2 separate regions of the Gossypium hirsutum genome follow, and region 1 is linked to region 2. Evidence: chromatin contacts called from public Hi-C data. All regions are on one chromosome and are shown on one strand. The core of a region is the stretch at or near the end of the contact, and the rest is flanking DNA. Distances in the headings are between cores, read along the strand shown. Region 1 holds the start of LOC107963892 (cytokinin riboside 5'-monophosphate phosphoribohydrolase LOG1). Region 2 holds the start of LOC107963895 (protein CNGC15b).

The links. A called contact is a pair of places that touch in the nucleus more often than the background predicts.
Region 1: a Hi-C map of leaf shows a contact between it and region 2, with 1.9 times the contacts expected there. The contact joins the promoter of LOC107963892 here to the promoter of LOC107963895 in region 2.

What each region holds. Positions count from the first base shown.
Region 1 is chrA03:6,197,809-6,203,197 of Gossypium_hirsutum_v2.1, forward strand. It overlaps LOC107963892 (cytokinin riboside 5'-monophosphate phosphoribohydrolase LOG1), which reads left to right and starts at 3,271. Exons shown (of 7, transcript XM_016900416.2): 1 at 3,271-3,668; 2 at 3,965-4,062; 3 at 4,151-4,181; 4 at 5,015-5,114. The coding sequence starts at 3,549.
Region 2 is chrA03:6,058,089-6,063,862 of Gossypium_hirsutum_v2.1, forward strand. It overlaps LOC107963895 (protein CNGC15b), which reads left to right and starts at 2,178. Exons shown (of 7, transcript XM_016900417.2): 1 at 2,178-2,958; 2 at 3,077-3,638; 3 at 3,722-3,934; 4 at 4,045-4,337; 5 at 4,489-4,600; 6 at 4,679-4,915; 7 at 5,004-5,774. The coding sequence starts at 2,930. The coding sequence ends at 5,684.

The DNA.
Region 1 (5,389 bases), core at 2,021-4,520, 140 kb after region 2:
TAGATAGGTGGCGATAAGATTGACATAAACAATACACTATCCCAAAGTTAATTCCTACATAAAAAGATCCAACACTTGTCCTCAACAAAATACATCATAAACTCTCCACATGCCATGTATACATATGTTTGTGAGGTACATAGCTAAGAGATGTTGCCAACAAGCGAAGTTGTACCTGACAAGGCTGTGACTACACGAGGTGAGAGCAACAAAGCCCACTCTGGTGAGGTACCAATAACAATATAAAAATTAAAATTTAGTTATGGTTTTAGTATTTTTGTTATATTAAAATTTATAATTTAGTCCTTCTAATTTAATAATATTTGGTCTCTATATTTTTATAATATTATTAGTTGATGATGTGAAAATTTTTAAAAATAACTTTAAGAATTTGGCTACATATAATATTGTTTTTGATTAATTATGGTTGACTGAAGTTTTATGTAATTCTGATTATATAATTGAATAATAGTAAAAAAAGAAAATGTCTATATCACTTTAACATAAACAACTAATGATATTATCGATTTGAATAATAATAATAATAATAATAAAGAAATCAAATTATAAAAAATTAAAATAAATAAATTAAATTTCAATTCCTATATAAAAGTAAAATGACTGGAAAACCAAGCATAAAATCAATGCATGGGGTGTGGGTGTTTGAAAAAGATATGCTCAGGTAACTAAGAGGGCAAAGAACGGAGTGGGTCCTAAATGTTTGTGGAGAGTATTTGTTTTTTATTGTAATAAAAATATAAATGTTTCCTTTGCATACAACATAAGTTGTTGAATAAGGGTTCAAATGATCTTTGGGTCATCACCCACAAATTTCTCCTCCTTGTCCATTGTTTTCAAATTCCATAGATTCTAAATTTCAATATGGGTTTATTGCATCAAATTAGCACTTATCATATAGTTATTTTTCATAAATTTGTTTATGGGTCGAGTTATTTGTCTAGATTTGAAGACATGTTCGAAATTTGGAAGGATTTGGGTAAAAATATTAAGCCCATTTAAAATATGAGTTGGGCTCAGAATTAAACATTCAAAGCCCGAGCCTGGCCCATTTTTAAGTTTATAATACTTTATATTATGTTATTTTCATTATTATGTAATTTAGAACACATTTAAAAATAAACATATACTAAATATATGAACTACTCTAATATAAATATTAAAATCATGTCAAAATGACTATATAAAAAACTTTCAATAAATAAAAAATATAATTTTATTAAATATTAAAATAATATAATATAAATATTTAAAAAAATAATATGGGTGGGCCTAAAGTGGGCTTTGGATATGGGTGAATTTAGACAAAATTTTAGGCCCATATTTCGGGCCAAGTCGGGCTTGAGGAAGCATAAAGTATGTTAATATCATGCTTAAACCTGACCTAATTCATGAGCAGCTCTAGTCATAACAAATTGAACTTTCATATGAAAGTATTGTTTTAATTAAAGATAGTAATATGGATTACATATTTAGATATATGTAAGCATTTTAGTTGGTTTTTTTTTTTGCATATTTGGATTCGAATGTTAAAGTTATTATTTGCTTTGGACTCCGAATAGATGTAGATAGACATCTTTATACTTCGTTATATGAATTCACATTGCTTATTCAGACAGCATATTCAGATATCCAAATCCAAATTCGGATTAGGATTGTAGCTTTGGATTGATTTTAAATTTTAACATATTCGAATTAAGATTTTTGTAGACTCAAATATTTACTCAAATTCATATATAAATAGTAATATTTAGATAATTTACTGAGAATAAATAAATTTGAATAATTCAAAAAAAATTTACAGATATTCAATGTATTGTTATTTCTAGTTTTAATCAAATTTTGGTCTAAAACAATTTGAAATTTTACCTAGAATATCATATATTATTAGACTTAGGAAAAAAAGTGTTTCAATTTCGAGATGGCCTGATTTAACTTGAATTATAGTTTAATTATAAAAATATTTAAATTTATAATTTATTATAAATTATAAATTTATTTTGTTTTTAGAAAGTAAAAACAAACTATCAAATCGATTTAAAAGAATAAAATAAAAAGTCAGACCTAAACACCTTTAACACTGAAGACTAAGGAAAAAAAGAAAAGAAAAGAATAATGGTCGTATAGTACACTGAATTTCATATGGGGTGGGGTAAATGCATTAATTAATTTTGGATTTTTTAATAAATTAAAAATGAAGGGAAAAAAATAAAAAAGGAAATGGCCGGCGGCACCTCTAACCATTGTGATACCAACATTAAATTTAATTCCAATTATTTTGAAGGAAATATTTGTTTTTATCAAACATTTTGAAGAAAATACTTCATGCATCTAAAATGCTACCAAAAAATCAAATTTAATTTCAATTAAGAATATTGAATTGTACTAACAAATAAATTGTAAAATTTTTAAAATCGAATCAAATTTCGATCCAGCACATGAACACTTCTAGTTTTGGCTCTTCCAAAAAAATTGGGTTTATGGATGAAAATCATAATTTTAACCCATAAACAGGGTGAGGCAATAAGTGTTTTGATAGTAAAAGGGGCATAGCAATTCCTTTTGGTCTAACTTTTTGTATTTGAAATTCACATGGCCCCGACTGAAATTGAGGGTCAAGATAAATCGAATTTTATTTTATAATACAAATTTTTATAGGGCTGTTTCATCTTTTACGATGCTCAAAACTTGTAATTAGGAGTGTAATAATTAGGGAAAATAAGAGCACTATTAATTGGAATAATAATACTTTTAATCCCTCTTAATTATGAAATATTCAATTTAAACCATTTTAAACTTTTTTTTCTTTTTTTTCCTTTTGAGTTCTCCCAAACTTTTTAAATTTTATTTTTAACCCCTCATTATTGAATTCCTATTTTCATCCCACCCTCTTCATTGGGAATCTTTCTTACTGGGAAAGGATTGTATGAAATAAACTCACCACATCATTTTGTATCACTTACCAATTATTTAATGTCATTTCAACATCTTTTTTCATATCATTGACATATCATTTTGGTTAATTTTTTATACATAAACCTTAGATCTTTGACCCTGAACCTTAGACCTTCTATTCTAACCATGGGTTCTGGGTTTAGAGCTCAAAAGTTTAAGGTTCGAAGTTCAGAGTTTAGAGTCTGAGGTTTAAGGTTTAGGGTTTAAAGTTTAAGGTTTAAGGTTCAGATTAAAAAAATTAGCAAAAAAATATGTGAATGACATAAAAAAATAATACTAAAATAGGGTTAAATAATTGATAAGGGATACAATCCTTTCCCCTTCCTCACTACTCTACCCAACATGTAGCAATAAGGGGGGATGGCATTGGACCATTACATCATGGGGTTAACGCATGCCAAGTCGACAACCTTGTAGCCTCTTGCCTACCGTTATATATATATGCGCACACAGCCTGCCCACTTCCAATCTCAAAATCCTCAACCATTTCTCTTCTTTTTCCCTTCACAATTATTTTCTTTCTTCATTGAAAAAACAAAACAGAGGATATTCCCTTATCCCCACAAAAAGAAAAAATGGAGAGAGATATGGAAATGAAACAATCAAAATTCAAAAGAATCTGTGTGTTTTGTGGGAGTAGCCCTGGTAAGAAGAACAGCTATAGAGAAGCTGCTATTGATCTTGGCAGGGAATTGGTAACCCTTCTTTTTTTTTCTCTTTTTTAGCTCTGTTTTAGCTCTGTTATATATATATATATAAGTTATTGTATGATTTTCAGCTTCCTTTATGGTTATTCATGGCTAAACATTTTGTTTCCACTGCTACCAATCTTCTTATTTTCAAGAGTTAAAAAAAAACAGGTTCTATGAATTAAGTTCATATATATTTATTTATGTAGGTGTAGTTTGTAGCTTAAAGTTCAGCTCATTTTTCTAAAATGTACTTTGATGGGTTGAATAAAGCTGAATATTGTTGTTTTTTAATAATGAAGGTTTCAAGGAATATTGATCTGGTCTATGGAGGGGGCAGTATTGGATTAATGGGGCTGATTTCTCAAGCAGTTTTTGATGGTGGCCGCCATGTAATTGGGTATTCAAATATTCAACTTAAAAGCTAATTTTTAACTTACAAAAATATAATTTTAATTGTGTTTCTTCATGTTTATTATCATCTGCAGAGTGATTCCCAAGACACTCATGCCTAGAGAGGTACTCTCTTCTATTTAAATTCTGTCTTTCTTTTATAAATTAAAATATAAAAATAAAAAAACATTATCTGTTTGTTCTTTTATGTTTATATTTTTTAAAATTTTTATTTTTATTTTTCTAGTGGTAGCTCCCATGACATGAATTTCTACCTCACTTTTGTTATCTTCTAAATAAGGGGGGTTTCACACTTTGTCTCTTTTGGGTCTCATGCAGGTTCCTATTTAGACTTTTGTTGTTGCTTTTTCCCTTGTTTTTCACATTTTTCAAAAACAAAACTTTGCCATTGAATTCCACCTGAGGGCATATGATGGGCCTTCACCATTTTTGTCCCTCTCCAATGATTTTTTTTTCTTTTTTGCCCACCATAAACATCATCATTCTTAGCATATATATCACACTTACATGGTGCATGTTGTGTTTTCTGTATGTATGTATATTGTTATTGTGAATTAAAGCCCACGACATCTTCATCTCATCTTTGCAAAAGTGGGTATTATTTTAATATCGGGTTTTAAAATATTTTAATTGAGTTACTAAAATATCACTAATATATTAATATGATTTTTTTTCGTCGACTTTAACTATCAGCTTGGGTGTTAAATTTTGACTCAAGTTTAGCACACACCAACTTAAAACATTTGCATCAAATTTTGACGATACTACTTGTTTTTAACACGTTAAATTTAAATTGTTCATGCAGTAGTTACACACATGTTGTAAATATACTCCACTTTATATTCTTGTTAGCATTTAACACTTGGAGCTTACATTATAATTAGGGAAGTATGGTGGAAATAACTTTTTAAACCAATTACATTAACATTTTCTTGTAGATAACTGGTGAGACAGTCGGGGAAGTTAAGGCAGTTTCAGACATGCACCAAAGGAAGGCAGAGATGGCTAGACAATCTGATGCTTTCATTGCCTTACCTGGTTGGTATATAATAGACCCGAAATACTCTTTCAAACTCAAAAGTGACTTGACCCAGACCTGGTAATTAGCCCAATGGGTACGCCTTTTCGTGGACCACATTTATATTTTGCCTTTGAAGGGCTCTCTCCTAGTTTACCCCCAAAATTAGGCCTATTGGGCAGGGACTATTCGCCCATATGGGCTATGAAAAGACCAAAAATGTGATGAGCTCGTGCAAATATATTGGTCTACCCTTGATATAAATATCATAAAATTAATTTAATTGATAATTAAA
Region 2 (5,774 bases), core at 928-3,427:
GGTTATCTAAATTTATTGTCGGCTTTATTTTTAAATTTTTTTGTTTTAAGATATTTTTCTAACTTTTTAAATTTAAATATTTAATTTGTTAAGATATTCGAAGATAATTTAATTAATTTAAATTCAAATGATAATACTTAAATTTAATGTTAACAATAAACGAATTTAAGGTTCAATTTTAATTAGAGTAAATTAAATTAATAATTTTTAAATTTTGTTTAAAATTATGTTTCAGATATTTATTTTTTAAAAGTTATGTAATAATTATTGGTGGATACTTTAACTTGCGTTAAGAGGATGATACGACATATTAATTTAAAAGAGTTAATAATAAATTTTTGATTTATAATTAAAATATTATTTTAATATTCTTAAATTTTTTTAAAAAAATAATTCTAATTTTTAAAAAATTAATTAAAAATATATAAATATTGGATCTGCTATCAGGAAAAAGAAGACATGGTCAAACACTTTACCAAAACTGTTCAACCTGCGACTTACAAAGCTGACCTGTAGCTTCTTCACCTTCACTCAATGTGATGTGGGGTAAGCTTTATCCAAACAAATATTCAATAAACCAAAATAATGAATGAATAAATAGTTCAGGTGACAAAATTAAATAATACTAATAATGAAATTTTGGTGTGATATTACTAAATCATTCCATTTTTTACTTCCACATAAAATATCAATTGATTTTAATTTTAATTTTGAATTAAATCTATAGATGGTCGGGAGTATAGTCTAGGCTCGAAGGTTTGTATTGAATTTAAAAAAATTAGACAAAAAATTAGACCTATTTAAAATATGAGTTGGGTTCAAGCTTCGAACTCGAGCCTGGCCCGACCCGTTTTAAGTTTATAAATACTTTATATTATATAATTTAGAATACATTAAAAAAATAAATCTATACTAAATATATAATACTATTTTAATGTAAACATTAAAATAATATTAAGATGACTATATAAAAAATTTCAAAAAATAAAAAATATATAAAAATATTAAATATTAAAATAATATAATATAATTTTTTAAAAAATAAAAAAATAATATAAACAGGCCTAAAATGAGTTTGGATTAGTTTTTTACAAATATGGACAAATTTAAGTAAAGTTTTAGGCTTAGATTTTGGGTCGGGCTAGCCTTGAACAAGTATAAAGTATGTTGAATATCATGTTTAGATCCGACCTAACTTAGCCATGAACACCTCTAAAATTTGAATTCAACTAAATTAAAATTAATCAAAAATAATAATTTAAATCTAAAATAATCCAAAACGTAAAGATTGGAATAAAAAAAAATATTTTAGTTTGAAGTAAAAGAAACTCAAATCCAAAAAAGGCTGCCAAGAAAGTAGGCAAAAGTCAATTAAGTTATTAGTCTTCGAAACTTTTTTTTTTCCTTCACTTCTAAGATTCATTTTTTTTTCTTTGATGAAATTAGTATCTTTCAATCCCCTTGAGAAATTCACATGAAATGGGCTAAATTGATTGAATATTTCGAAAAATAAATTAATTAATAAAATAATTTTTTTTTAAATTTAGGAAAATAAATCGTTTTTGAAGAAAATATATAAAAACGTGATCAAGAGGGTATATTTTCTTTATAGTAATATGAAAGTGCGTCCAGTTAGACGAATTTTTCTGTTGACATGTTAACGAATGAAACATACATAGATTGTCACATAGGCTATCATGTTAGTGTCGTTAAAATTTTAGTAGTTTATTAAATTTTTACCCTCAAACAAAATGAATAGACTAAGTTTTAAAAGCGGAATGTCAAAGTGATAAAGAAAAAAAATTAGGACTAAAGAGAGAAAATAAGTAAATGCTAGATACTAAATTTGTTATTAGGAAGAAAAGAAAAACTACTTGAAGAATTAGTATTACCAGCAGCTTGCAGTTGTAAACTTACAGGACAAAGTATATGTCAACATTCCATGAAAAGCATGCCTCGGATCTTACAGATTTTGTAAATAAATATAAAAGACAAAATGAGGATCATAAATAATCATAGTGCATGAATACAACCGTCATGTCCTTTCTCTTTGGACGTTTTCATATGACTTTGTCTCTCTGTATTTCTCTTCTCATCAATAATTTAATCATTTAAAAGATTCAGCCAACTAAAACCCATAGTGGTGAGAAAAGTCCATGGAAAATCGAAAACCGAGTGACATTTAAGGAACCATGAAAGAGAAAAAGGGTTTCTCTTCATTGTTCTTACTATGGAAATTGTTGTAATGTTTTAATTCCATGTATGTTGGAATCAGTATAAAAAAGATCTAATGATATATTCTTCTTTTTTTTGTTTAGAATCATATTCCCATTTAGGGTTTCTTTTATTGACTTATTCCCTTCCAAGTGGCTAAAGATTTTAAAAATCAGTAAAATAAGGGGAAATAAAAATAGTTATAGCTTTTGTTTTTTTCTTTCATGGTCAATGCTTCATCTTCCATACTGACTTTCTAAGCCATTTATTGTCTTCTAATGAAAGGGTATCAAATTTTTAAACTTTGGGTGTTTGCTTTTGACTTCATATATATACAATAAAATACAGATAGCTTATGGTTCATCACTTGTTTGATGAATTTCCTGTTTCAACTCATACCTGGCATCTAAGGTTGTCTGAAAAGGAAATTGTTCACATGTTTTGACCAGCTTTTTTTTAGCTTAAAAACTGCTTCATGTCAAGTTGAGTTAATCTTTTTATGCTATTGGTCACATGATTCCTGGTTCAAAAAGCCATTTGAAGGGCCTTTTTCCAGCTCTTGTGGCTTTGAGCTCTTGAGACTTTGCCTAGTCAATTTCAATTGATTTATGACCTTATGCCTATAAACACTTTGTTCTTGGCCATCCCTTTGTAGAACTCTTTTGTCTTTTTCTCTCTTATCCTCTGGTAGATCAAATCTAATTGAAGAAAATCCATGGGGTTTATTAATTCAAGATCTGTAAGGTTTGTTCCATTTTTGTTCCTTAATGTCTTATGTATGTAGGTATGTATGTATGTGTGTATGCACTCTCATTAGCGATGGAACAATCATTTATTTGTGGTTGCATATGTGTTTTTCCAGATTTGAAGATGACCTTGAATTAACAAAGCTCCCCCCAATGAATGGAGATGGTATGGTAAAGCTGAAATACAATATCAACGGAACGAAAATATCGGAGCCTGGCACTGAGAGGGTCGAGAGCAAGTTGCCTGCTACTACTAGGAGAGGTAAATTGTTGAAAGCTAAAGTACTGTCCAGAGTTTTCTCTGAGGATTTTGAGAGAGTGAAGAAGAAGATTTTGGATCCTCGAGGACCGGTTATTCGTCGATGGAACAAGATTTTCCTAGTAGCATGCTTGGTTTCTTTGTTTGTGGATCCTCTGTTCTTTTATTTGCCAATAGTTAAGAAGGATGTCTGCATTGATATTGGAATACCCCTTGAAGTTATCCTTACTATGGTTAGATCATTAGCTGATGCCTTCTACATAGTTCAAATATTCATTCGGTTTCGAACCGCTTATGTTGCACCGCCTTCTCGTGTATTTGGGAGAGGCGAGCTCGTTATAGATTCCGGGAAGATTGCTTCCAGGTACCTCAAGAAGAGTTTCTGGATTGATTTACTTGCTGCACTCCCCCTTCCTCAGGTATACACATGATGAAACTGATGAACACTCGGGTCGTTTTCATGGAATGTTTCATTTTTCATATGTTTCAGTTTTGTTTCCAGGTTTTGATTTGGATCATCATTCCGAACCTTAACGGTTCAACAATGATGAACACCAAAAACATGCTCCGGTTCATAATCATTTTTCAGTACCTTCCAAGACTTTTTCTTATTTTTCCTTTGTCATCACAAATTGTTAACGCCACTGGTGTTGTGACCGAAACAGCATGGGCTGGTGCCGCTTATAACCTCATGCTCTACATGCTGGCAAGCCATGTAAGTCATTATGATGCTTCTTAAGTTTAACTCTGAACCTAAGTACGTATGTGCATACGCACAAACATACATATATTCCTGAATCTGATTGTGCTTTGTTTCTTGAAAAGGTTTTAGGAGCTTGTTGGTATCTTCTTTCGATCGAGCGGCAAGAAGCGTGCTGGAAGACCGCCTGTGATCTCGAGGAGCCTTATTGTCAGTATAAATATTTTGATTGCAACAAGGTTAAAGACCCTGGCAGGTTGACCTGGTTCAACTCCAGCAATATTACTAGCCTATGCAGTCCAAGTTCCAGCTCCTATCCATTTGGTATCTATGGTGATGGATTGGAATTTAATGTTACAACAGCACCATTCTTCAACAAGTACTTTTATTGCCTTTGGTGGGGTTTAAGGAACTTAAGGTACATTGTTGCTTTCATATGTGCATCTTTATGCTTATTCCATAATCTCGAATACACTGTAAATTTCTGCAAATAAGACCCAAGAATTCGGTCATATAAGAAAGACGATATTACTTAAACTCTAATACTATATCCCATTCCCATGGTGTAGTTCTTTGGGACAAAATCTTAGCACAAGCACTTACGCTGGAGAAATAATTTTCGCCATCATTATTGCAACTCTCGGTCTGGTTCTTTTTGCACTGCTAATTGGGAATATGCAAGTAAGTTAGGACCAAATTGTTTTGCAACTCGGCTTCTTATGTTGTCGATCATACTGATATCGTTCTTTTACCTGGCAGACGTACCTTCAATCAACGACGGTCAGGTTGGAAGAATGGAGAATCAAGAGAACCGATACGGAACAATGGATGCGTCACAGGCAACTTCCTCCAGAATTAAGGCAATCCATCAGAAAATATGATCAGTATAAGTGGTTAGCCACGAGGGGAGTTGATGAAGAGGCCTTACTAGAAGGCCTTCCTTTGGATCTCCGGCGAGACATCAAACGGCACCTTTGTCTTGACCTTGTTCGACGAGTAAGTCATTGTATACCAGCATTTCAGATTACATTTAGACTATGCCATGTATAGACCAGCTTGACATGCAACTTTATTTTTTTTACAGGTACCACTGTTTGATCAAATGGATGAAAGGATGCTAGATGCAATCTGTGAGAGGCTCAAACCGGCATTGTGCACCGAAGGCACATACCTAGTCCGAGAAGGAGATCCCGTCAATGAGATGCTCTTCATAATTAGAGGCCACCTTGATTCCTACACTACAAACGGTGGCCGAACCGGATTCTTCAACTCATGCCGGATTGGCCCTGGAGACTTCTGCGGTGAGGAACTGTTAACATGGGCATTAGATCCTCGTCCTAGCGTTGTTCTTCCATCTTCAACTCGAACAGTCAAAGCAATATCTGAAGTAGAAGCCTTTGCACTTCGAGCAGAAGATCTCAAATTTGTTGCAGCACAATTTAGAAGACTACATAGCAAACAACTAAGACACAAGTTCCGGTTCTACTCACACCAGTGGAGAACTTGGGCTGCCTGTTTTGTCCAAGCAGCATGGCGTCGGTTTAAGAAACGAAAGGAAGCTGCCAAACTTAGAGCCATGGAGGACCTCATGGTGGCTGAACCTGAACCCGAACCAACCAAACCTGTTTCAGGCTTGGCTATATATGCAGCCAAGCTTGCTGCAAGCACTAGGAGGGGGATTAATATGCATTCTGAATCTGATACTGGGGTTGTTAGCCCCTTGCAGAAACCAGCTGAGCCAGATTTTTCTGTAGATGAGGAATGAAATTGTAACACTAGCAAATCAAGAACTAGAGTGTAGGTATTATTAATCAGTGAACAATGCTTGTAAATTTGTTTATTTCTTGGCTAGCAT